Linked DNA regions of Mus musculus: regions 1, 3 and 4 are each linked to region 2. The links are chromatin contacts, called in public HiCAR-type and promoter capture Hi-C maps. All regions are on one chromosome and are shown on one strand. Each heading gives the region's core, a stretch centred on a gene start, on an enhancer-like site or on the middle of the called end of the contact. The rest is flanking DNA. Distances are from core to core; before and after follow the strand shown.

Evidence for each region. Promoter capture Hi-C pulls out the DNA fragments that hold promoters and counts their contacts. HiCAR-type assays count read pairs that join an accessible place to other places.
Region 1: a HiCAR-type map of astrocytes shows a contact between it and region 2, with 4 times the contacts expected there. The contact joins the promoter of Sdcbp here to the promoter of Chd7 in region 2. A contact is called at or near these places in 1 of 39 promoter capture datasets (pre-B cells) and 1 of 115 datasets of contacts at active chromatin or transcription factors (astrocytes).
Region 3: a promoter capture Hi-C map of liver shows a contact between it and region 2, with 4 times the contacts expected there. The contact joins the promoter of Plekhf2 here to the promoter of Chd7 in region 2. A contact is called at or near these places in 3 of 39 promoter capture datasets (cranial neural crest, embryonic stem cells and liver), 1 of 484 Hi-C or Micro-C datasets (embryonic stem cells) and 1 of 115 datasets of contacts at active chromatin or transcription factors (embryonic stem cells).
Region 4: a HiCAR-type map of astrocytes shows a contact between it and region 2, with 4 times the contacts expected there. The contact joins the promoter of Trp53inp1 here to the promoter of Chd7 in region 2. A contact is called at or near these places in 1 of 39 promoter capture datasets (liver) and 1 of 115 datasets of contacts at active chromatin or transcription factors (astrocytes).

The regions. Positions count from the first base shown.
Region 1 is chr4:6,362,956-6,369,135 of GRCm38.p6, forward strand. It overlaps Sdcbp (syndecan binding protein), which reads left to right and starts at 2,725. Exons shown (of 9, transcript NM_001098227.1): 1 at 2,725-2,804.
Region 2 is chr4:8,688,033-8,694,440 of GRCm38.p6, forward strand. Chd7 (chromodomain helicase DNA binding protein 7) reads left to right here and starts at 2,374. Exons shown (of 38, transcript NM_001277149.1): 1 at 2,374-2,743.
Region 3 is chr4:11,004,276-11,010,433 of GRCm38.p6, forward strand. Plekhf2 (pleckstrin homology domain containing, family F (with FYVE domain) member 2) reads right to left here and starts at 3,344. Exons shown (of 2, transcript NM_175175.4): 1 at 3,118-3,344.
Region 4 is chr4:11,153,454-11,159,341 of GRCm38.p6, forward strand. It overlaps Trp53inp1 (transformation related protein 53 inducible nuclear protein 1), which reads left to right and starts at 2,988. Exons shown (of 4, transcript NM_021897.4): 1 at 2,988-3,094.

The DNA.
Region 1 (6,180 bases), core at 1,475-3,974, 2.3 Mb before region 2:
CTGGGCTCATGAGTGTCTTACCATTCTTCTTGGCAGTCGGTGTTACCAGTGCTTTGAATTTTAGCTTTCTGATAGATGCGGATGGTGGTCTCATTTTTAAATTTGCAGTCTCCTACTTTTACAGGATTCTGAATTTCTTTTCAAATTGCTCTCCATCTGTATCTTTCAGAACTTTTGCCCGGCTTTTAGTTATTTTCAGACAGGGTTTCTCTCTCTCTCTATGTAATCCTTAGCTGTCCAGGATCTTACTTGTAGACCAGGTTGGCCTTGAACTCCTGCCTCTGCCTCCTGAGTGCTGAGATTAAAGGCTTGTAAAATGGCTGCTGTTAGGTTTGTTTCTTCTTCATCTTCTCCTTCATGATACAGAGGGGTCGAACTCACAGCTGTGTGACTTTGCTTCTTTGTCAAGATCTATTCGGTGCATTTGTTGATTCTATTTCTCTGCTTCATTGCCTGTCATCTCTACTCTCCCTTGATTACTATGCTATACCATCAAAGGAGTTTTGTACTGAGTTACTGCTGTTATGAACAGAATTTTCGTGTCTCTAATTCTAGTTCCTACAAGGAAGCCCACTCTGTAGTGTGATTCATGAACTCTGCCCTTCTTCCCTTCCTCTTCCCCTCTTCTTTCCTCATCGCCCCTTGTTTTTCTCTCCTGTCTTTTAGTTGCAATGAGAAGTTGGCTATCTGCACATTAGGAGGTGGGTCCTTGTTAGATCCAAAGTCTTTAGGTAACTCAAGATATAACAGGTATTCCCTGTTCCGTTGCTCCAACCACCTAGCCTTTGGTAATTTGTTCTTGTAGCCACAGTAAAACACCCTCAAGCTACATATTTTATCTTCTTCAGCATCCTTTATGATTAGTTTATTTACTGTTTGTGTGTGTGCCCATGTATATGTGTACAGTTCTCCTGCCACACAGCACAAACATGTGAAGTCAGAGGACAACATCTCCAGTTGGCTCTCTCTTTCCAGGTTGACAGTATTTTTTGTTTTTTTTGTTTGTTTTTCAGCAAATGCTTTCACTCCACTAAACCATCTTGCCCGCCTTGGTGTTTTGTTTTTCTCACAAACTGTGGAACCAGCTTGTTGGTATCTATGACTTGATAGGATTTTGACTGAGATTGGATGAGATCTATAGATGGTGGGCAGAACTGACATCTCCATAAAATCTTTCTTCCTATGTATAAAGGTGGGCGTCCCCCACTTTACTCAGATCTTTCATTTTCTTTAGAACTCCCTGTCAACACAAAGAAACCGCAGCTCTCATCTTAAAGGTGATAAGAGATAGTTGATTTTGGAACCATTTTGAGTGACCATGGCCTGGGAACACAGATTTAGGTTACTTCAAATTCTATGTTCCAACAAGTAGCCTCAAGTAGCTCTCATAGTTTTTGTTTTTGTTTTTGTTTGTTTTTCTGAGACAGGGTTTCTTTGTGTAGCCCTGGCTGTCCTGGAACTCACTCTGTAGACCAGGCTGGCCTCGAACTCAGAAATCTGCCTGCTTCTGCCTCCCAAGTGCTGGGATTAAAGGCGTGCACCATTTTACAGGACAGAGGAAGTCATCAGTCAAGGCAAGCTTACAATACATAGGCGCTTACTTCAGAGAGGCAGGACAAGGCAGTGGGGGTGAGGTTCAGGGAACCTTTCTGTAAGACGCAAGGTGTTTTCTGGTGGCATTCTAAGCATTTGGATTGGTAGAAGCTAGTTGCCTGCTAATTCAATAGATTCTAAAGACCTGTTGTTTATTGTCACAAGATGTTAGTTTAGACACAGGGAAACAAGGAATGGCTGTTCTGGAGGGCCAGGATTTAGCCCAAGATATGGTGATCTTCCTCTGGACTTTCGACATTCCAACCTATTTATTTCCACAGCATGAAATTCTAATTAGGAGTTTTCCTTCACACAGATATTCATTCAACTAGGCTTGTAGCTAAGTATTTTATCTTGATATATTTTTAATATTCAATTCCAATTGCTCATTTCGTGCAGATAGGAAAGTAATTGACTCGTGTGTATATTAACCGTGTATCGTAGCAACCTTGCTGTAGCTGCTTATTCTGCTTACTGGTGTTTATTTTCTCTTTGTTTACATAGATAATCTTGCCAGCTGTGAATAGAACTGTATTTCTTCCTTTTCCATCCCGTAACTCGTTTTACAAGTTGTTCATCAGTTAAGCCATATTCTCCCTGGAGCATCACATTTTCATTCCTCTTGTCATGTAATGCTTATTGTTTTACCAGAGATAAAATTTCAAATGACTGTGATGATGAATAATTTAGATAGACAATTGCTTGCATGCCAATGATGTCATATACTGTTACTAGGAAATGGCCTCAGCCATGGACTGGTGTAGATATTGTCAGTTTCACATATTCATGTACACCCCAAACATCTGGATTCCCCTATCAGCACCATCAACTCTCAGAAAGCACATAGTCCGTGTTTTTAAGATTAGAATGTGGGTTTTATTTATTTCAGGGTGTGTGTGTGTGTGTGTGTGTGTGTTCAACACCGAGAGTAACAGTCAGCAGCCAATGAGCATTCGTTCTGGGAACAAAGGGTAGTAAAAGGCGGCGGGGGCTGCCAGGGAACCGAGGCTGGAGCCGGGAGTTGGGAGGATTTCGTAGAGGGAGGGTGGGCTGGTGGTCGCTCGGGCTGTGCCGCGTTGTCATGGGGACGGCGCGTGCGCCTGCGCCTGCGCGGCGGAAGGCGGGGGCGGTGATGACGCGCAGGGCGGGCCCCGAGGTTCGGTTGTGTGGAGCTGGAGCGGGCAGCAGGAGCGGCGCGGTCCTCGGGGCAGGTGAGTGGCCGCGGGGGTCCCGGGCCCCGGCAGGTCTCGGAGCTGGTCCGGCGCTCTGCTTCGGGCCCCGGGTGGGTCTGGCCGGGTCCTCGCCCGCACTCGGTGGCGTCCTCAGCGGCTTCCGGACGGCTGGCAGGGCGCGACGGACCGGAGGTGACAACGGTTAGCTGCGGAGCCGCTGCTCTGGAAGGGGGCAGGGAGGGCCAGGGCTTGCAGCGGGGTGTGTGCACCAGGAACGGTCTCCGGAGGTCTGGTGACTCAGATCTCCTTGGAGGATTTCCTTCTAATACGGGGCGGAGGGAGGCGTACAGACGTGGAAAGTTTCCAGTTTCAGAAGTGCAGTTATGGAGCCGTGGAGTGTGTGGGATCGTTTGTTGTATTCGTCCTATCTTCGACACATAGCTTTTTTTTTTCTTGTTTTGTTTTGTTTTCCATTAGGTAAATTACTTAGAAAGTGTAGAGTTTTAAATTCTTAACACGCACGCTTTACACCGAGAACAAATGTTTAAGAACGAAAGTTATATTGAAAATAGCTGCTGCCCTGGTCAATTGTCTTACTTTTGAAATGTCAAGGTGATATAGTTCAGCAGATTTGTACTCTCATTTTCCCGATGTGAGGATAGGACAAAGCAGAAAATATGCCTTTTCATCCTGTTAACAACTTAGGTCCTTAAACTGGTAGGTCTTAAGTGGTACGTAAGTATTACTGATCAGATGACTTGCACCAGGAAATAAGGAAATGGAATGACGAGAAGGCTCAGTAAACAATTACTCCATTATAGCCAGAGTCACTTAACTTTGGAAGCAGATTTTAGCTGTGCTGGATCTATTAAAGAGGATTTAAAAATCATGAACAAGAAAGGGCTGATTAAGATTTTGATGCACTTTTGAATTAAGCAGCCCTTTAAAATGAGCACGGCTCACCGACTTCCCCCCATTTTTGCCACTTTCTCTTAGGTAGTAAACATCCAGAGACTGTAAAAGACACCCACACACTTTAAAATACTTATACATTTAATAATCGTTCTCCTTGTACTTATTAATTGCCAAATGTTGCAACACTTACTGAAAATTTTAGCTTTTAAGGATGTAATTAGTAAACATATGGCTCAAAATTTTAAGCATTTAAAATGTAGAGCATACAGTATAAAACCTCCCCTGTGCTTGGCATAGGCTTTGGTTGTGCCCACCAGCCAGCCATATTTCCTCTGGCAGGCCAGTTCTTTTACGGTCTTAGGTACTGGTTCAGATAGTGCCTCTATGGTCAGACATGTAAATATGTTTCCCTCAGTTTAACACTGAGGAAGGCATGATTTTCTGCTGTATGTGTCTGTTTTTCCAGTTAGTAATAACATTTTGGATTATAACTTTCAGTTATGGTTAAGTTTGGCTGTGTTTTGGTCAGTGTCACTGTGACCAAGCTAGTAGGTATGATTGTCACCCTTTGCAAGTACATGTCAACTAAAGACATGAAGCGGTCTTACTGTGTCTGGAGTTATAATTGGAGCAGATGTCTAAATTGTAGGAGTTACTCCTCTTATACTTAACTTTCTTAAAATTGTAAAAGGCTTTGAACAACTATATTTAAAAAATGATAGTTTCTTTCCGCTAGCTTTTTAAAAAATGGTGTGTGTGTGTGTGTGTGTATGTGTGTGTGTACATACGTGGGAGTGGGATGGGGAGTGCAGGGAGTGGAGAGGCCAGAGTCAGCGTGCCTGTGGGGTTGAATTAGTGGTTTTGTCAGTTGCCCCAAGAATGGGTGCTGGGAACTGAACAGCATGTGTTCCTTGGAGCTCCTGCATACAGACCTGCCAGGAACCTAGGCCCCTGGGGCCCAGACTCACAACAACTCTACAGTTTTAACTTTGTCACCTTCTTAGTGTGCCCTACTAGTGTACATGGTCTGAACCTTCCTGGGCCCCACTCCTGACGGAGAATAAGCAGAACCTCCTTCCACGTTTCCGAGCTGAAGGCTCTCCCCCTGCAAGACTCCTGTCACATCACAACAGATCACAACAGCTCCAGCTCCTCTTACAGCTGTAATGAAGGGTAACCGCTTCCCCTCTATAGACCCTATACTAACCTGTGACACATATGGGCGCAGGTCTCAGTGGCTGATCATCAGAAGCCCCTGGGATGTTTGGTTTATTTATTTTTTTACAGTCCAGTCGTTGCCCCCACTCCTGGGAACTTTTTTTTTTTTATGCCTGAGGTAGTTTTTATCTGAAGATTAGCTAAAGTCAAATACTTCTCTTGGGACCTGACCTAAGTGAGTTCTCTTTCACTGTGTGTGTGTGTGTGTGTGTGTGTGTGGTGTGTTCATTCCATGTGGTCACAGAATTTCTGTTAGGATTGATTCAGGTATGTTCTTTGACACATTATATGAACTACAAGGATTGTCTTTTGTCCCTCTGGACAACCAAGGTCCTTATTATTTTATTTGAATTCAACACAACACTTTTTCTTATTTATGCTTTTAAATTATTTGTATTTAGTTGTCTGAAGTGAAAAGTTCCACAGTGGAACATTACCGGAAATTTTAAGAGTGATTTCAACGAAGGAAAACTAAGCCATTCCAAAGTATTTGGGTTTGATTATACATAGTTGAAATGGGCCACATATTTGACTTGCGCTAATTTCCCCAATTAGAATATGTGGTCCTATCTTTTAACCATTGTGAAGATTTCAACTATTATCTTTGTTCCAGCACATCATTGCTTTTGATTTTTCTTGTATTTGGGTCATTAAAACACAATACTAATTCCAGATCACAACGATCAATGAGTTATGTCAATACTTTTCGTTAATTTTTTTTATTTCTGTGGTCAAATACAGTATCTTTAATAACTTGAGTGGCTTAGGATTATGGTGAGGGAGTACCCATTATTGTTCTTATTTAAAGAGAATTTTCACTTAGGCTTATAAACATTAAATAGAATAATTGGTGCAGTTGATTTTTAAAAGTGCCTACATTACTAGTTCCTTCTGGTCATCTCTCTTATTTATCTACAGTTGGCCTCTACAAATGATGCACAGGAAATTTGGAATACAAATAAAAGTTGTTAAAAAAAACCCGTACCATCTTAGTGAGAGAGGATGGCTGGGACTTTTCTGGAAGTGCTGCAGGACAGAGCTCTTCCTGCTGACTACGGGATTTGTTTCTCCAACTAAAAGAACTAAGTTGTTTACTCACTGGTTCTCAGGCTTGAAGAATTTTGCTTAGAAGGATTCCATCCAAAACCTCCCAGTGTATATGATCGGGTTCTTCATGTTAGACCTAGAATTCACCAGCTGGTCTCACCTGCACCACCTTTCTCCTTAGCTTTCTTCTCTGCAGCTGTGGCTGAAAGAGCAGAATTTTGGCTTTCTTATTAGA
Region 2 (6,408 bases), core at 1,124-3,623:
TTTTCTGTTAGCCACAGGTCATGTGTTTGTGTTTCCTAACTGCAATCAATGGGTTCCCACTCCATCTGTTAGAGCCCTACCTCCTAGGTCGATAACACCTTTCTGCTGCCCTCAGGGCATGAGCAGCTTGGACAAGCAAGCCCTAATTCTTCGAGGATGTAGACCTCCCATTGTTCTTTCTGTTCACTGAATCTCAACTACCAATCAACTAGACGGCAAAGGGTGGAACCTTGTTAGCTTCACGCCAAGCGCCTAGAACCAAGCCTGGAACCTCTTACAATCCAATGTGAAAAGAATGTAAAAATCTGTCAATGGGGTAGCTTCAGCTGGGTGCTGGGAAGAAAAGCAACTCTTCCGCAGGAGTTTACATTTGGCTGTGAGTGACCCTTATCTGGCCCTGAGGTATTTGCATACTTAAAGCTAAAGCTTGTGAATTCAAATGATTCTCTTTGGGAAAACTTCAAGAAAGAAGCAAACGGAGAGAAGAGTGTTCCAGGCTTAGGGTAGTGGGGGGTGGGTGGGAGCTGAGGCTTAGCCGGTACAAAGCTGCCTAGGTCTGCGCCTGAGGGTCTTCGGGTTTTCAAGGCCCTTGGAGTTCTGCACCAGCAGAACCTCTGAAAGCCTGGACTTCTAACCCGGACTTCCCGGATAAGGAGGATATTAAGTCAGGGAGGGGAGATGTGGCTGATATGTCCCACACTGACTGTGTTTATCTTTGGCACATTACAAAAGTTAGTGTCCCAACGTCCTAGTGAAATACACAAGGACACAACAGGAGACCTCCACATAGTCACTTGGAGCCTAAACGTTATACTTTCATTAAATGTAGAGGTCATATTATTTAGCTTGTAAGTTGTCTTGAAATAGATGCGAGTCTGACAAGTGAGATTCCCCCCCAAGTATCTATGATAGTTTTACTTTGAGGGATATAAACTTATTATAAGTGGAAGACTTACATTAGATTTGTGATTTTTGGTTTATGATACTGGAGCTATAAAAAAGTAGATTTTCAATGTCACATTTTTTTCCCTGTAGTGTTAATGTTTTCTTCTGATTATCTGTAAACTATTTGATGACTATGTTTCTTTTAGAAATCCAACTTATGGCGAAAGAAAACCAGAATCAATGCACTTAAATAAGCAACAATTGTAAAAAAATTTTTTAAAAAAAAGAGTAAAACTATTTCTATTAGGAGATAGATGTCTAACTGATTAAGCTGCAGTATAAATGAAGCAGTTTTGGCAAGTCATTTGTCCATATAAAACTGTGTGATTCTAAGCTCAGTAGTAGTACAACCATCAGTGGGCCAGATTAGCATGCTTTGCCTTTTCTCTACGATTTTTGAGTTCAATAGCACTTACACAGCTGTCATAGCTGGCTGTATAACCTCCTTCCTTATTTATAAGTGAGTGCAGTCTTTAGCCTAATAAAACCATACTGGAGTTTACAATTGTTGACCGTTTATAAATCTGCTCCGTGTTTCACACACAAAAGATGCTTAGTAAATGTTTAAATATCTATTACACAAGAGGGAAACTAATTTAAAAAATGTCTTCAAGGTTAATATTCATCTTGTACCGGAAAGAGAAATGGGCAAGAAGGTCGGCTATTCAAAGCTGGAAGATGATATTTAGTGCCACATTGGCGAAGGAATGATGAAAACACTCCAGTTCTGACACGTTTAAAAATGGGCACACATCCTATTTCTTTGTTTCATAACCATTGCGCTATCCCTTCGTTTTTTGGCATGCTAACAAATTCAACTAAAATCAATGCTCTCTAGTTAAAACTTTTTGATTTAGTGGCAGATCCCGCTGTCCTATCACCGAGGACGTCAGTTAAAGCCAAGTGGTGAGGCAGGGATGGATCTATTTGAAAGGAAAGGCGTCCATCCTAGGTATTTCGTGTGGGAAAATCATCTCAAGTTGAAGGATAATTACAGAAGAGACACCCAAACACCCCTAGCCTCCTCGGTCCGCACCGGGCTGGCCACCCCTCGCGGTGGCGGGGGGTCACTACGGGCTCCGGGCCTCCGCTTCCTGCCCCAGGGCGGCGCACCGCGGCTCCGGGAAGGTGCTGCGCGGAAACGTGGCACCCTCTGCACCCGCGCGAGAGCGCTGGCAGCAGGCGGCCCGAGAGGCTGCGGCGGCCGCGCACCGGGACCGACACCCGCCCGCTGCGCCGGCGCCCGGCGGGACGGGAAGGGGCGGCCGCCCGCGCCGCGCCGCCCCCTTCTCTCGGCCTCTCCGCGGCCTCCGCCACCCCGGCCGAATTCTTGCATAAATTATGCCAGGCGCGCCTGACGTCAGGTGGCGGCGCGCGGGCGCGGGCGCGCCGCGGAGAGAGCCGGCCGCGGGCGCGCGCGGCCCGGGAGGCTCGTGCGCGCGGCGTGCAGGGCGCGCGCAGGCGCTGGCGTGCTGGGGCCGCGGCGGCGGCGGCGGCGGCGGCGGCAGCGGTGGCGGCGGCGGCGCGGGGGTTGAGCCGTGGTGGTGCGGACGCGCTCGTGCTCGGGAACTATCGGATTAAACTTGAATCGAGTGGAATTACACAAAGGAGCGCCGCGGAGGAGGCGGCCCGGGGACCCGGAGACCCCGCAACTCGCCAGAGCCCCGTCCGCGCGCGGCCAACTCCGCGTCCGTGGATCAGCCCCCGGCCGCGGCCGCCGAGCCAACTCCGGAGCCGCTCTGCGTTTTGTTCCCCACGGCGCGCGGCGGCTGACTAGCCCGAGCGAAGGAGCGAGCCGGTGAGCGCAGACTTCCCCGGCGCCCCCGGGAGGGGCGGCGGCAGGAAACCGTGCCGGGCCGCGGCCGCGCGGAGTTGCGAGAGGGGAGTTGGGCGTGTGCGGGGCGCGGGGAGAGGTGCGCGGGGGCCGCGGTCGGCAGGAGCGTAGCGCCGCCCGCCCGGTCGCCTGCGTTGCTGCCGCCGGGGCCCGAACCCGCGGCCCGAGCGCCGCCCCGCGCCCCAACTTTTGCCTGCGTCCGCGGGGCCGGCGGCGGCGGGGGCGCGCGGGGCGGCCGAGGGTCACTTCCTCGCATGTAAATGGCTTTTTGTTGTGCTGCCGGCGTCGGGGGGGACGGGGACAGGAGGGAGCGTGTCTGCGCTCTGGGGAGCGCGAGCGCGTTTCCTCCCGCCGGCACCGAGCACGAGTTGCCGGCTGCGTTCGAGAGAAAAGGGAAGGAGGAAAAAGTTGGGTTCCAACTCCGGCGCGAGCGGCGGCGGGCGCGCGGGCGCGGGGCGCTGAGCGCGGGGCTCGGGGACGGCGGCGCCCCCCGCCTCGCCCCCGCCCCCCGCTCCGGCCCGACCACGCCGCGCTCGCCGGGAGCGGCGGCCGCACCGGCGCGAACAAAGTGCGTCCCTGCGGGCGCGGCGGCGCTAGCCCGTGCGGGGACGGCCACGGGCGAGGTGGGTCGGCGGCAGGGAAAGTGCGCGGGGCGCCGCGTGGGGCGGGGGCGGGGGTGGCGCGAACACGCGGCGCGGGGGGCGTCCCGAGCCCAGCCGGTGGCGGCGGCGGTCGCAGAGTTCCGAGCCCGCAGCTAGGGGTTCCTGGGGCTCCCCGGCAGCTCCCAAGTGCGCGAGGACGAGAAGAAAGGGAGCCGGGCTGGGGCGAGTGCGGGCGGGCGACCGGGGGACCCCACCTTGCCGAGCTGGCCGGGCCGCCAGCGGCGGCATAATAGCGACTTTAATCCGCGATCCCAACTCGCGTCCCCGCTCCCCTCCCCCCAGCCTGTCGGGGGTCCGGGCGGGGGCGGGGGTCGCCAGGTGGCCCCGGAGCGCCGGGGTTACGCGGTGGCCCCGCGGAGAGCCGGCTCGGGGCGCGAGCGGCCGAGGTGGCTGGAGGCCGAGCGGTCAGCGAGAGAGGAAGGAGGGTGGCGGGGAACGCGTTGTTTGTTTGCTTCGCACCGGGGACAGGGCTCGCTGGGGGCGCGGGCGGGGCGCGGCGGGGCGCGGTGCGGGGTGGGCGAGGCGGCGCGGGTTGAGTGGCACGGGGAGGGGGCGGCCGGTTGGCGGGGGACTGGTCAGGAGGCTCCGGGGAAGGAGCCGCTGGCCCCGAGCAGCCATCATTCCCGAGTCGCCTTTCTCCGGATGGCTCTGCCTCGAGGAGCCTTGCGCCGTGGGAGCGCACCCCAAACTCTGGCCCGGTAGCCCGCTTTGTGAGCGCCCCCGTGGAGCCGGCGGCCCGGGAGGAGCTCCGGCCCGGCAGCGCGGTTCTCCCTGGAGGTCACTTTTAGAGACTGTTCACGCCTGGGTTTTAAACTAGTTTTTTTTTTTTCCCCCTTCTTCTTCCCTCTTCTGAACAGACAATGGACAAAAGAAAAGTAGCAACCCACATGGAGAGTTTCCTTTGAATTGCTAGAATTAGATACACTATCCAGTTCTCCACTTGCTAAGTATACTTTTTAGTTTCCCATTGTGTATTATCTAGCAATCGATTTAAATAACTTACTTAAACTGTGTCTATCCTCTGAGCTGGATCTCTGAATATATTAAATATTTTTAAATAATTTTGTGAGCTCTGGTTTTTATTTTTTTTTAAGATTTTAAATTGAAGCCGTCTTTGCAGTGGGTGACACCTTCCTAAGGGGCCCACAGTTACTTTCCCTCAATTCTCTTTCTGTAAGAGGGGGAATACTCATCATACGTGTGATAATCAGTGGGAGAAAAATACATCTCTTTATTTCCTCACAGATCTGTTCTAACGATGACAAAAAAATCTTAGTGGCAATGACCCAGAAGCTCCGTACCTGATTTATTCCAGTTATAATTACGTTTCGATTACAGTAATGTCCGAGAAATAACTTGAGCAGTGGTTTTATGAAGTTGCATCCTCCCCAGCCCCCAGAGTACATCTGTCGCACAGTGTTTTTGTCTCGCTGTTGCACAACAGAAAGCCCTCCAGTCTTTCCCCTAAAATGGCAGCTTTCATTTGACTGGGGCCCATTCATTGACAACGATAATAAAGAGGCTGAAAGCTAGATGCTTGGGGCACAGAGGACTCGGATTGCCTTTCTAGGTGATAAGTAGGCGACATTTTAAGTCTTCCAGTTTCCTTATGAAAAGTTTATTTTCCTTGAAAAACTGCAAGAAAACAAAAAGAACAGTAAAAGTAAAAATTGGAAATGGGAAAGGGCTTGGTCAGCAAATTTTAAGAGCTATTTAAAATGAAAAATGCTTTTTTTTTTCCTTTTTGTCCACTGGGTGAATACAGCACTCCCTTCCCTGTTTCTGGTACCTGCTGGTTAAGGGGGATAATGCGTTTTTGACAGGCTTGTAACAGGTGAATTCCCCAGTGTGACACCCCATTTGAGGTTGTTTCCTGGGAGTGTGTGTTTTGATTTTATATTTTTTAGGTATCTTGCCCCCACCCCTCAAAAAATCTGGACAGATTGGTAAATTTGAAGTTTATGAGTTTCTATCCCATGTTTATGCTTTCAAAATTAAAGTTTCTAGATTAAAACAAAAAACAAGTTAGCTAGTGAGGTAAGTGAATCCCAGGCTGTAGTTACCCTGCTTAATCAGTGGAGTTAGTTTGACATCAGTTTTAAAATTGATTCCCTTTTCTATGTCCTTAGCACAAGGACAGAATGAGAAATAGTAGAGTGGTATGTTAGTTTAATATAGATAGTTAAATCTCAACTTTTTTTTTCTTTCAAGGAGAAAAATAAACTAGTTACACACACACACACACACACACACACAGAGAGAGAGAGACACCACCCCAGTTGAAAGTATTAATTCAGTCAGGAACTTGGTGTTAAAACAGCATTTTTGTGGATTCATCTAGGCTTGGTCTAGTTTTTAATCAGTTTGACTTGTGGAATCTTGCCAATACTTTTTCCATAAGGAGTGTTCTCTGTCAGCCTTGCTTTTCCTGGGAGGTCAGAACTATAGTAAGTTCCTTTATGATTTTAAACATCAAGGCAACATTGCAACCTTTCTTGTACACTGATGCAAAGTCAGGAGCTAAGGAAGCACTTAGATTTTCAGCAGGGAACAGGGACATATACTTGTCTGTGCTTCTGCTTTGTGACCCAGAGTATAATGTGGGAGCCAGGTTTAGGACAGTTCTTTCAAACCGGGAATTAAAGTATCTTATTTGCTGTGCATGACTAAGTTTGCTTGCCATTCAGTTAGCTTTCATTTAGTTCCCTTTCTTTCTGTGGAAACCTTCCTCTGTGGAGGAACTCTGTAAGAGACAGGGCTTTCCCTCTGGAAGTTTATCCTCTAGTAGCAGGGAAACTACTTTCTGCTTGTCTTGATCCAGGGTGAACCATAGAGGTGGTAGTTCTTTTCCCTATAGCAGACACCCTGGCTGTCTTGTAAATAGCTCCTATAAATAAGTTATCACAAGAGTGAAAATGCTGCTTAGTCAGGGCTGAGTAAAGTAAGCAGAGAGAGCAGATCTTCAGA
Region 3 (6,158 bases), core at 2,094-4,593, 2.3 Mb after region 2:
ATGAAACGAGTCCAAAATTTACAGTCCTTACAAAATTACAAAACACCTTAACCTAGAAAAGTTTTGCAAGTTAAGTCAGCACTGCAAAAGCACAGCCAGGCGTGGCAACACAGGCCTTTAATCCCAGCACTCAAGAGAAGGGCAGGTAGATCTCGGACTTAAGAGCCCAGCCTGGTCTACAAAGCAAGTTCCAGGTCAGCCAGGGCTACAGAAAAAAAAAAAAAAAAAGGAAGGAAGGAAGGGAAATAAAGAATTCGTATTATTCACTGGCCTGAGGATTGCTACATAAGCAAAAAGCTTACCTGTGAAGCTGAGGCTCAAAGATCAACATCGATAGAAAATCAGATTTTATTTGGTTCTCATTGTGCTCTTAAAGGAACTACTAAGACAAGTATGCCAAAACCACGACAAAAACTGTTTAATTAAATGACCTATAGACAAACAAAACCTTTTCAATGGCAAAAATTCAATCCCATTTTAAACTGATTTTTTTCATCCTTTTGTCCATCCACAGCTTCTCTCCATCACAACTATCCATCAGTCTATTATCTGCTTGGAAATAGTTAATTGTGTCTAAAAAGAAAACACACACACAAATTCAAGCCCTTCATCCGCCAACTGAATGGAGTTTGTAGTGCGTAGGGCAGACGACGGAGAAGCTTAGCTATCCCACGGATAAATGACAATTTAGTAAGTTTATGAAGACTATTTACAGGGAACCATCTAAGCCTCCCCTGAGCATCTGCTCCATTCTGGCTTGCGGAAGATGGACAAGCAAATGGGACCTCACATGAGGCCTGCCGTCAAGGGCGTGCCATTACAGACCTAGGTGGTAGGTCTAGGACGCCTAGGGTTGAATCCAATGGAGAAAGAGGAAGCTGGTCTGCACAGTGGGTGGGAAAGCATCAAAGAGGGCAGGTTTGAGGGTAGATTTGGTTTTGGTTGGTTTTGAGACAGTCTCACTATGAATCCCAGATCAACCCCTCAGCAATTTGGCCTCAGGGTGCTGGGATTACAGCCGTGCTCCACTACACCCCCAGCTTCCACAAAAAGTTTTTAAGAAGAAAACAGTCAGTATCATACCCTTGCATTATCAGCTCTTTAGCAGACAGTTCTACTGAAGCCTGAATTAGGATAAGTGAAGAAACGAGATGGGCAAGAGAATGCCCACACAGGGATGAGTTATGCCATGCTCTAGAAACGATCAGATGGCTGCAGACTGACTACTAAGATTTGTGATATCAGGCTAGTAACTTCTTTCTGATAAATAATTTTTGGTCCAAAAAATAAATATATATCAAATGGAAGTGACCTGACAAGGGAGCAAAAATTAAAGAAAAATTTAAAGAAAGTTGGCATACCTAAGAAAGTACTTTTACCTACTAAACACTAAAAAGAGGGGCAGGGATGGCTCTGTGGGGTAAGGCTCTGAGGCCAGGCCTGACAGCCTCAGCTCTATCCTGGGGCAGAAGGTGGATGGAGAAGCAACTTCCAAAGTTATCCCTTTGACCTCCACAGTTGTGCCATGTGCCCACACAAATGTACACACACACACACACACACACACACACACACACGATATAATTAAAAATAGAGGGGTCAGAAAAGTGGCTCAGAAAGTAATGATAGCAGCTGGCCCCCAAGCCTGACAACCTAAATTCCATCCCCATAATCACATGGTGAAGAGAAGAAACTCAGGAAATTTGTCTTCTGACCTCTCTGCGTGAGGTCTGGGGCTGCGTGCCTCCTCCTTCCCCACATAGTAGAATGATTTTAAAAAACTAAAGAGTAAAAAAGGAAAACCACCACGGCTGTTTACGGCTTCTGCATTGTTAAGAGTCTTTTCAGCCCATTTAACATAATTTTAAAGCCGCCTTTATTTTTTTAAGGGTATTTATTTACTAGGCTACTTCATGCTGTACACCAGTTTCATTTGGGGGCAGGGGCGATTATAAAGAGCTTTCCAAATAAGCAACTTAATACCATTCACCTCCCAATGCTCTCATGACCCATAGTGATTAAAAATAGCCTGGGTTAATTCTGATTTAACCTGGGTCCTCCCACCCCTTAAGCTATAAAGGTACAAAGATAGGGGCTCAAAACTCATGCACCTTTAAGGAACGAAAAGGAAAAAGAATAAAAAAAAAACTGAATCGTCAAAATCACCCTAATCTGTTTGTTGTGGTCCTGGGGTTGTTTGTTTCAGACTCAAGCTGTAGCCAAGGCTGGCCTTGAACTCGCGGCAATGCTTCTGCCCTAGCCCGCGGGAGTGCTCAGAAAACCGGCATGAGCCAACACACTGGGTTATTTCACTTAGTCTTAAGACAACACATGCCTTAACGTTTCAACTGAACGTTCAACTCTAAATGGTTCTTTAACGAGTCTCTTAGGCAACATATTAAAACATAACAAAGAAGGCATTTACCAGTTTAATGTACTTGGGAGTCTGAATTACTGCTTAGGTGTATGTAACCTGAATACTAGTCATTTCCACTGCACACTCACACAACTTACTGCTTTAATATTCGAGGACTATACAAGGCTACTCGAGCAACTTGGGGAACCAGCTCTTGGCCTTTAATAACATTAAAAAAAAAAAAAAACTAGGCAAAAGATCATAAAACTTAAAAAAAAAAAACCCTTCAAGTAGCGTGTAAGCTACCGCTCCTATCTGAGCCAATTGTACGGTGCCATTTTCATATAAAGTCATAAAATAAACTGCTGGAGTCAGAGCGTGCCCCTGACGCCCAGACCCTGCAAAGTTTTCAGACCGCACGATCTGGGGACCCGAGTCCTGCTGCCCCACAACTTCGGGGGCGACGCGAGGTCCAGTCCCCAGCCGCCGTCTATGGTCCCGGCCCTGGCCCTCCGGGCGGCGTCCCGCGGACGGGCGCGGCGGGACCCAGGCGGTTCCAGCCCGAGCGCCGGCCCGGAGGGGAGCCGCCCGAGCGCCCCGTTTCCCACAGACCCCAACATGGCGTCGGCCGCCGCCGCCCGCGCCAACCCCTCCCCGCGCCACGGCTGGCCCGGGCCCGCGGGGATAGGCGCCCGCAAAGTTTCGCTTCTCCCTCCCCAGCCCGCCGCCGCCCGGTGCGTCCCGACCCCCATGGCACCTACCCGACCCCGCGCGGGCGGCGGCGCCGAGGGTGCGAGTCCTCCTAGTCGCCGACTCCGGGCGCGGACTCCGCCTGCTCCCCGACCCCAGCCTCGCAGGGTTGCGTGGGGCCCCGCGAGGCCGGCGCGATCCGGACGCGGCGGGCGCAGCCGCTCGCAGGTGACTTCACCGCCCCTCCAGTCGAACCCGACAACGGCCGCTCCGGCTGGCTTCCCTCCTGCGCGCGCACCGGCGCGCCCCCGCCCAAGCGCCAAACACGGGCACGAGCACACCCGCCCTGCCCTTTCTTCCCGGCTCCCTCGCCCCGCCCATCGCCTTGCCCCGCCCCTCCATCCCCACGCGACCGCACGGGGGGCGGGCTCTTCAGCGGAGGCCACACCCACTCGGGGGCCTCCCCCGGCGGGGTTGGGGAACGCGCGCCTCTGCAGAGGTGACGCGCGTCTGAGCCAGCTGAGGCTGGACTGGGTCGCCTGACCTGACTTTCCTGACTCGGGCTAGCCTTCGGAAAGGGCTCTTAAGCAGTCCGCGAAGTTCTCTGGAAGAATGGGCGGAAGCTGCCTCCACGCCTCCCGCCCTAAGGAACAGGAAAGGCTTTGCTTCTCGCCACCCAACCGCGTCTGCCAACCCCGCCCGGCTCGGCCATTCAGCCGAACACCTGCTGTCGCTTTCTCCCAAGCCAGGGGTCTGCGCTTACCGCACCCATGACCCGCAGGCTCCTGTGTAACCTTATGCCGAAGAACTCCGCTCTTTTCAAAACTTCCCCTCGGCCAACTGCTTCGCGTACCTAGAACTCGGTGCTACCATGACGCTGGGTTAGAAGAGCGTTTACTAGGCGCTGCGGAGAGATAGCAGAGGCATCTAGGCTGGCTGGCTGGGAAAAGCACACCGTTTAAACAGGAAAGGGGTAGAAATTGGGTTATTATTAAAGTTTTATTCAGGAATTTTCTTTTTAGCCTCCTGTTGAGCAGTTCTCAACCTGCGGATCACAGGAGTCGCCTAAGACCATCGGAGAACATATTTTGCATTATGATTCATAACAGCAAAATTACAGTTATGAAGTAGTAACAAATAATTATATGGTGGAGACCACCGCAATAGGAGGAGCTATATTAAAGCATTAAGAAGATTGAGAGCTGCCGGGCGGTGTTGGACACGCCTTTAATCCCAGCACTTGGGAGGCAGAGGCAGGCGGAATCCTGAGTTCAAGGCCAGCCTGGTCTACAGAGAAACTCTGTCTCGAAAAACAAGAAGAAGAAGAGGAAGAGGAAGAAGAATGTCTGTGAAACAAATACAGTTGTTTTAAATTAGTATCCAGAACAAAACTGGCAAAGGAGATCAGTTGTCGTAATAGGGATAGTTACAGGATTTCAATCGTATACACACACAATCTTTATGTGTGCTAGACTAAGCACACTCTAAAATCTTTTTAAATTTTAAGATTAGGAACTGCTGTGTTTCTAGTGTCATCAATAAAAATGTTGCTCTTCGAATGCCTTTAATCCCAGCACTCGGGAGGCAGAGGCAGGCAGATTTCTGAGTTTGAGGCCAGCCTGGTCTACAGAGAGTTCCAGGACACCCAGGGCTATACAGAGAAATCCTGTCTCAAAAAAAAAAAAACAAAAAAAACAAAAAAAAAAAAAAACAAAAAAAAGTTGCCCTCCCTACAACACACTTGTTTAACTTAAAGTACAAAGATGCAAGCCAGACTGTCTACACTCAAAATCTTGGCTTTGCCACAAACTATGATACCTGCGTCCTTGGACATACTTAGTTACCCTTAGTTCCTTCGTGTGTAAAACTAGAATAATAAGAGTACTTCAAAGAGTCATTAGATGAATCAATATTTGTAACATGCCAAGCACAAGCTAAGAATAATGAATGATGAAAATTATTAAACATACATGTACAATGTGTACACACATATGTCTATTACAGTTTACCTTGTTATTAAATATTAAATAAGACATGCCAAATAATGATATAAATCTATGGAGTAATAAGTTTTCTACCTGCAGTCTGTGTATTCTCTTCCCTTCCTGGGATGTGTGCGCCCCAGTTTGGAAGCCATTTATTTAGACTCATACTGGCAAAACCACTAAGCAGGTGTATTGATTAAAATTTAAATTTAAGATCTGGTTCCTTACTGACACTGATCACGTGACTATAAAGACACTGGCACTATAAAACATCCCACCATCATAGAAAGTTCTGTAACATAGCAACCCATACAAAATGAGAAACCAAAGTCACTTAAAGACAGTTGGGCAGTTCTGACACAGCCTGTCACTCCAGCACCGGTTTAGATGGTAAGATCTGCCCGGCTGGGCGTGGTGGCACACACCTTTAATCCCAGCACTCGAGAATCAGAGGCAGGTGGATTTCTGAGTTCGAGGCCAGCCTGTTCTACAAAGTGAGTTCCAGGACAGCCAGGACTATACAGAGAAACCCTGTCTCAAAACAAACAAACCAAAAATCTGTCTCTCACCCTCATATCTCAGCTGTAACATGAAGATAAAATAGGCAAAGGTCTAACACATAGAAAACCTTGAAAAATAGCAGCAAAATTTGAGTTTTAATTAATTGAATTCTATGAGCCTGTAAGACAAAGTTGATTTGCTAACTGTCCTTCAATCAAAAGGAGTTTTTTCTAGGGTATCTGCTTTGGGAATGAGAAGAGCTTGTGTGGTGGCTTGATTATGCTTGGCCCAGGGATTGGCACTCTTAGGAGGTGTGGCCTTGTTGGAAGAAGTGTGTCACTGTGGGGGTGGGCTTTGAGACCCAGCTCCTACCCACATAGAAGCCAGTCTTCTCCTGCCTTTGGATCAAAATCTAGAGCTTTCAGCTCCCCCTGCAGCCCCATGTCAGGATAGATGCTGCCATGCTTCCCGCAATAATGATAATGGACTGAACCTCTGAACTAGCCCCAATTAAATGATGTCCCTTATAAGATTTGCCTAGTCATGGTGTCTCTTAACAGCAACGAAACCCTAACTAAGACAGTTTGGTTAACTGAAAACAGCATTCGAAGGGAGATGGCAAGTTC
Region 4 (5,888 bases), core at 1,738-4,237, 2.5 Mb after region 2:
TGGTAGACCAGATAGACCTCAGCTTGGAAGATGACCTTGAACGCCTAGTCTTCCTGCCTCCACCTCACAAGCTAAGATTACAAATACGTGCTACCACCCTCCTCTGGGCTTCTGGCTTTTCAGTTTGTATTTGTTCATCTGTTGTTTTAGGTTCAGTCCTAAAAAAACAAAAGCAAAACAGCAAACCTCCTGCATTTAATGCATTAAAGCAATTATTTGCTGGGTATAGTAGCACATGCCTGTGACCTAAGTTCTTCGGAGCCAGAGGCAGGAGAATCAGAAATGTAAGGGCAGCCTGGGCTACACAGTGAGGTTTTGTCTTGTTTTTAATTAAAAAAAGGAAAAGGAAAAGAGAGAGAGAGGGAGAGAGAGAGGGAGAGGGAGAGGGAGAGGGAGAAGGAGAGGGAGAGGGAGAGGGGGAGGGAGAGGGAGAGGGAGAGGGGGAGGGAGAGGGAGAGAGTAAAAGAAAAAGAAAGAGAGCGAGCAATCATTTGTTTGCTTAGGATTCTGCCTTTTTGGCAGGACTCAGTGGAGTCAGCTTATCACAAAATGGTCTGCTGAAGCTGGAACTGCCTAGAGGGTCCTTTTCTCTCATTCCTATCTGGTATCCTGGCTTGGATGAGATGAACTGTGCTCCAGGGCCTGGCTAGGCATCTTTTACCTTGTGGCCTCTTAACACAGATGGTTTGAACTTCTTCACTGCATGACTGAGTCTGTCCTGTCTTGTGGTTGTCTTCTACTAGACTACAAAGCAGACACTGCCAGATTCTCTTCATGCTCAAAAGTATAAGTCCATTACTGGTACACTGTGTGGTCAAAGCACCAACAGAGCTAGCCCAGATTCAGGGTGCATGGGTATGGGGTAGAGGATTATATTTCATGATGGAGGCCTATGGTGGCTGTCTCTGGAAGCATCATTTACCTCAGGTTGTTTCTGTCATAACAAGGTACTGCTTTCACAGCCCCCCCCCCCCTTGGTTTTTTCGAGACAGGGTTTCTCTGTGTAGCCCTGGCTGTCCTGGAACACACTCTGTAGACCAGGCTGGCCTCGAATTCAGAAATTCACCTGCTTCTGCCTCCCAAGTGCTGGGATTAAAGGCATGCACCACCACTGCCCGGCTGCTTTCACACTTTTGCCTTTAGGAATAACAAACTTATTAAGCTGCACGAGGTAAGTTTTTTTTTTTTTTTTTAAGAAAAAAACTAGACTTTTATAATTGTTAATAAATTTTGGTTCTAAATGGGAAGATGACCTCTAGATGGGTTCCTTCCCTCCTCCACCCCAAACCCCCAGGGACACAGTGGCCTCTAGATGGATTGATTCTTAAAGGGAAACAACAGATGGTAGGGCTCCTAACATAGCAATAATATTTGACAGAAAATATTTGATTTGCCAAAATCTAAAATCCAGACTGAGCACAGATCACCCTTGAAGCATGTATGGTCAAATGATCAACACATACTGATCATTACCTGAGTGTCAGACCAATTCTCTGACTCCCTGCAGAGAGCAGAGGGTCTTGGAGATCAAAACCCATTTCTCCCCTGGAAGGCTCGGTGTTTTAAGTGTTTTTTTGTGGTCTGGAATGGGTTCCCCTCTCCTAATTTGGGGTTGGTAAATTAAACAACAGGGAGCTGATGGGCCCACAGTTTCAGGAAAACATGTCCAGGACTAGCCTGGACCAATCACCAAGAAGAGAACCCCTGCTGACAGGAGAAAAAGCACACAAACAAGGTCTTTGTCTCATGTCAAGAGGACGAGGAAGAAGCCAGATATTTGTCATCTTTATCTATAACCTGTTTCTTTGTCCGCACATCTGTATAGCCCAGCGGTTCTCAACCTTGTTAATGCTGTGACCCTTTAATACAGTTCTCATGTTGTGGTGACCCAAATATAAAAACTGTTTTTGTTACTATTTCATAAGTATAATTTGCTACTGTGAATTGTAAATATCTGTGTTTTCCGATGATGTTTTCTTAGGTGACAAACAGGCTGTGACTCGATGGTCTATCCGAGACCTAGGAGTCTCTTGAGACTACCAAGGCCAGAAGATTACATCTCAGCCCCACAGAATCCATATAACTGACAGGACCAACATGACTCCTGTCACTCCTAGTTAATCCCCCAATGTATGTGCAGTAGAGCTTTGGATTAGACTCTCTTTATAAATGTAGTGTCTCATTTTCTTCTCACTATAAATAGCTGGTGAGGACCTAGGCGTCCTGTGAATGTTTACATTTTGTAAAAAAGGTCATAACCTCCTCAGTTCTTATAAGGCTTTAGATGCAGACCCCTGGGAAGAAACAGAGGTAATTCTTCACTCGGGGTTCCTCTTTTCGGAAGTTAAGGCCCTTTAGGCCGAGTTCTGGCCTCCTCTGCCCGACTTTTGTCTTTCTAGAGCAGACTCTTGGGGGGCAAGACCTGAGAGCTTCCTGTTCAAGTTCATAAGGCAGACTAGGCCCCGGCTTACTGTCTAAGGGGTGAGGAATGAGTGGGACACAGGCATCCCATGTATTTGGGGCCCTGACTTCTTTTAAAACAATGTCCAGCGGTGGGTTGCCTTCAGCATCGCGACTATTGGTTTCTCTCCACACTGACCAGAGGAGCAACTACTATCCCTAACCAGCCCCTCAGCAAAAGGGGGCTGAGTGCCTTGTACCCACACTCTGGGCTCCTCACTCAGCCGAAGCGGCTCCGGGGGTCGGGCTCTTCTCCTCTCGGTCCCGCCGGCTCCCACCACGGCCAGTCCCGGGCCGCTGTTCTTCCCCCTCCTCCCGCTCACCCGGAGTGTTCTCCGGCTCCCGCTTTGTTGCCCGGGCTTGTTTCTGCCCCGGGCGCGCCGCCGGCCCAGTGCCAGGTCACGTGCGTTAGTGACAACCTCTCGCAGGGCGGCCCCGGAGGCCCCCGCGCAGCCGATTGGTCGGCCTGCGGCTGGCGCGGCTCGGGGCGGGGCTGGGAAGCCGATCAGCTGTTCCCAGAGCTGCACAACAACAAAAGGACCCGGACGGGCCGGCGGCGGCCAGGGCAGCGACCGCAGCGCAGGAGCCCGGCCTGCCGCAGCTACCTCAGCACCCGCAGCTCTGCTCGGCTCACGTAAGTGCGGGCTACACAGGCGGGAGGGCGGCGGTTGGTTGCCCGCTCTCTGGCTTTCATGCCGGACTCTCTCCCTGCCGTGACGAGCACGGCGACACCGAGAACCTGCGGGTGACGGGAAACCTGCTCCGTTACCCGGAGACCCGCCCGACCCCTCCTGACCTCGCGCATCACCGAGCCTGCACCTGTGGGGAGAGCACTTCCCGTCGCTTCCGTCCTCATCAGTTTGGTCGCTGGCACTTGGGGTGTGCTAGAGACTGCTGTGGGTTCTAAATACTTCGTTTCAGTCGCGACCGCCCTGCGAGGCCCCAACATTGCTTATTTAAGCGGAGGAAACTTGGAGGCACAGAAAGTAATTTTAAGGCCACACAGCTAACTAAAAGGAAGCGGTGTTTACTATTTGCAGAGGGATTTCACGTGCAATTCCTTCATTTTGCTTCCACTTTCACGGTGTGTTTACTCCGTGTAAAAGTTCAGAGCAGATTAACGGGGAACCCCTTTCCACCTGTTAACTCCTTAAAGACTAAAGGAGTTCCTGGCTGAAAGAGCTCTTTCAGAATGCTGAGTAGTTTTGAGCTTGGGTCTTCGGACCGACATCATTACAAATGCCCCAAGATCTTTCTCCCCCCCCCCCCCCTTTGGTTTTATTCGAGACAGGGTTTCTCTGTATAGCCCTGGTTGTCCTGGAACTCACTTTGTACACCAGGCTGGCCTCGAACTCAGAAATCTGCCTGCTTCTGCCTCCCAAGTGCTGGGATTAAAGGCGTGCACCACCACGCCCGGCTATGCCCCCAAGATCTTAAAAATCACATCTTTGGTGGTGATTGTAAGGTGTGAAAACACTAGGCAGCTTGTACAAGCCTCAGCCACTATAATTTTCAAAGTCCTTGCTGGAAACCATGGCCTACTAATTTTTGTGACCAGTGTCTCTTTTGTTTTTCATCTTGTCTTTTACTCCTTTCTGCTCCCTAGTGTATTTCTCATGGAAACGACTGCTTTCAAAAGTTAAGGTTAACAAAGCAGTGAATTACCAACCTAACCGCTCTCTGTTCACTGTTTTCAGACTTCTGAACAGGATGTGGTAAGTCCTTGTAAATTAGCTAAATAGACAGAGGTGTAAGGAGCACAGGCAACTCTTTTGGCTTGGTATTTTTGTAGTTCAAAATTGATTTTTAAATTACTTGAATCAAAGGTGGCCCATGCCACCAAGTACTAAACAGGTGGCAGTGGGAGAATCAGTTCAAGGCCATCCCTTGTTTCTGACTAAAAGAACAAACCTTTTTATTAGCATCTTTGTTTTTTTGAACTGCTAGGTTCTCTTCTTCCACCATGTATATTCTGGGGATCACACTCAAGCCATCAGGCTTGCCACCATACACGTTGCCATGTTGAGTTATCTTTCTGGCCCATAAGAAATCATTTTTGTTTGTTTGTTTTGTTTTAATTTATTTATTATTATATCCAAGTACACTGTAGCTGTCTTCAGATGCACCAGAAGTGGGCATCAGATCTCATTATGGATGGTTGTGAGCCACCATGTGGTTGCTGGGATTTGAACTCAGGACTTTCAGAAGAGCAGTCGGCACTCTTAACCACTGAGCCAGCTTTCCAGCCCCACAAGTAATCGTTTTAAGGTTGCTTTTCATCAGTATGTTTAGCCAGCTGGTATTTCAAAACTGCATTCATCAAAGTTGTGGGTGCTTTTGTTGTTGTTTTTAATTTTAAAAGATGTTTTTGGAGCCTCCTGCTGGCAGCCAAAGCCACTGAAAAGTGCTAGTCTCTGAAGTTTTTAGAATCAGGCTGGAAGGAGCCTGAGGTCATGTGCAGGGAAAAGCAAGGAAGGCACCAGGTTGAAAGGATTCCTGCCCTACTGCTGCCTCAAGACACCAGCTCACTTGCTGTTGGGCAAGTTATTTTCACTTCATTCTGGAGCTCAGTTTCCTCATCACAGGTCAGAGAAATAAATCTCTCAACTGCCTATCACAAACCATAAGCATTCTGAGATATATGTATATGTACATATATATGTATATATATATATATATGTACACACACACACACACACACACACACACACACACACATATATATCCTTCAAAGAAAAAAATATATAACTAATTCCCACATGTGGTAGAAGGACCAAGTTTCCAAAATCAACAGTTAAGTCCACACCATCTTTCCCTGGGTATGTATCTCAAAACTGAGAAAAGTGCCTGCTGGGTGGTGGTGGCCCATGCTTTTAATCCCAGCACTAAAAAGGCAGGCAGATCTCTCAGGAGTTTGTGGCCAGTCTGATCTACAGAGTGACTTCCAGGACAGCTAAAGCTACACAGAGAAACTGTCTCAAAACAAAAACAAAAACCAAACCAAGAAAGGCATACCAGCAAGATCTTACAAAGTAATCACTCCACTGTAAGTTCTCAAAGGAGAATGTTTTACCCACAAGTAAACTCAGCTACTTTCTCTGTCCACAAAATATTTTACTCATATGTGATAAACAAGATAAAATGTTAAATTTTAGGTATGACTTTTAAAAAATTATGCCTATAAGAAAACCAAAAAACAAAGAACAAAGGAAAATGGGCCAGATGCTAACAATGATTAGACAGAGTGGTAGAACAGAATCAATTCATCTTCATGTTCTCAACTTATTATGACTTACTTTTGTTCATCTTGGAGATTAAAAAGAAGATAGCATGTATTTTTGTAATGCAGGATAGATATTTTATATTTTTGGTTGTGAGCCTAGCCTTTAACGGCTGAGCCATCTCTCCAGCCCAATAGAGATATTTTA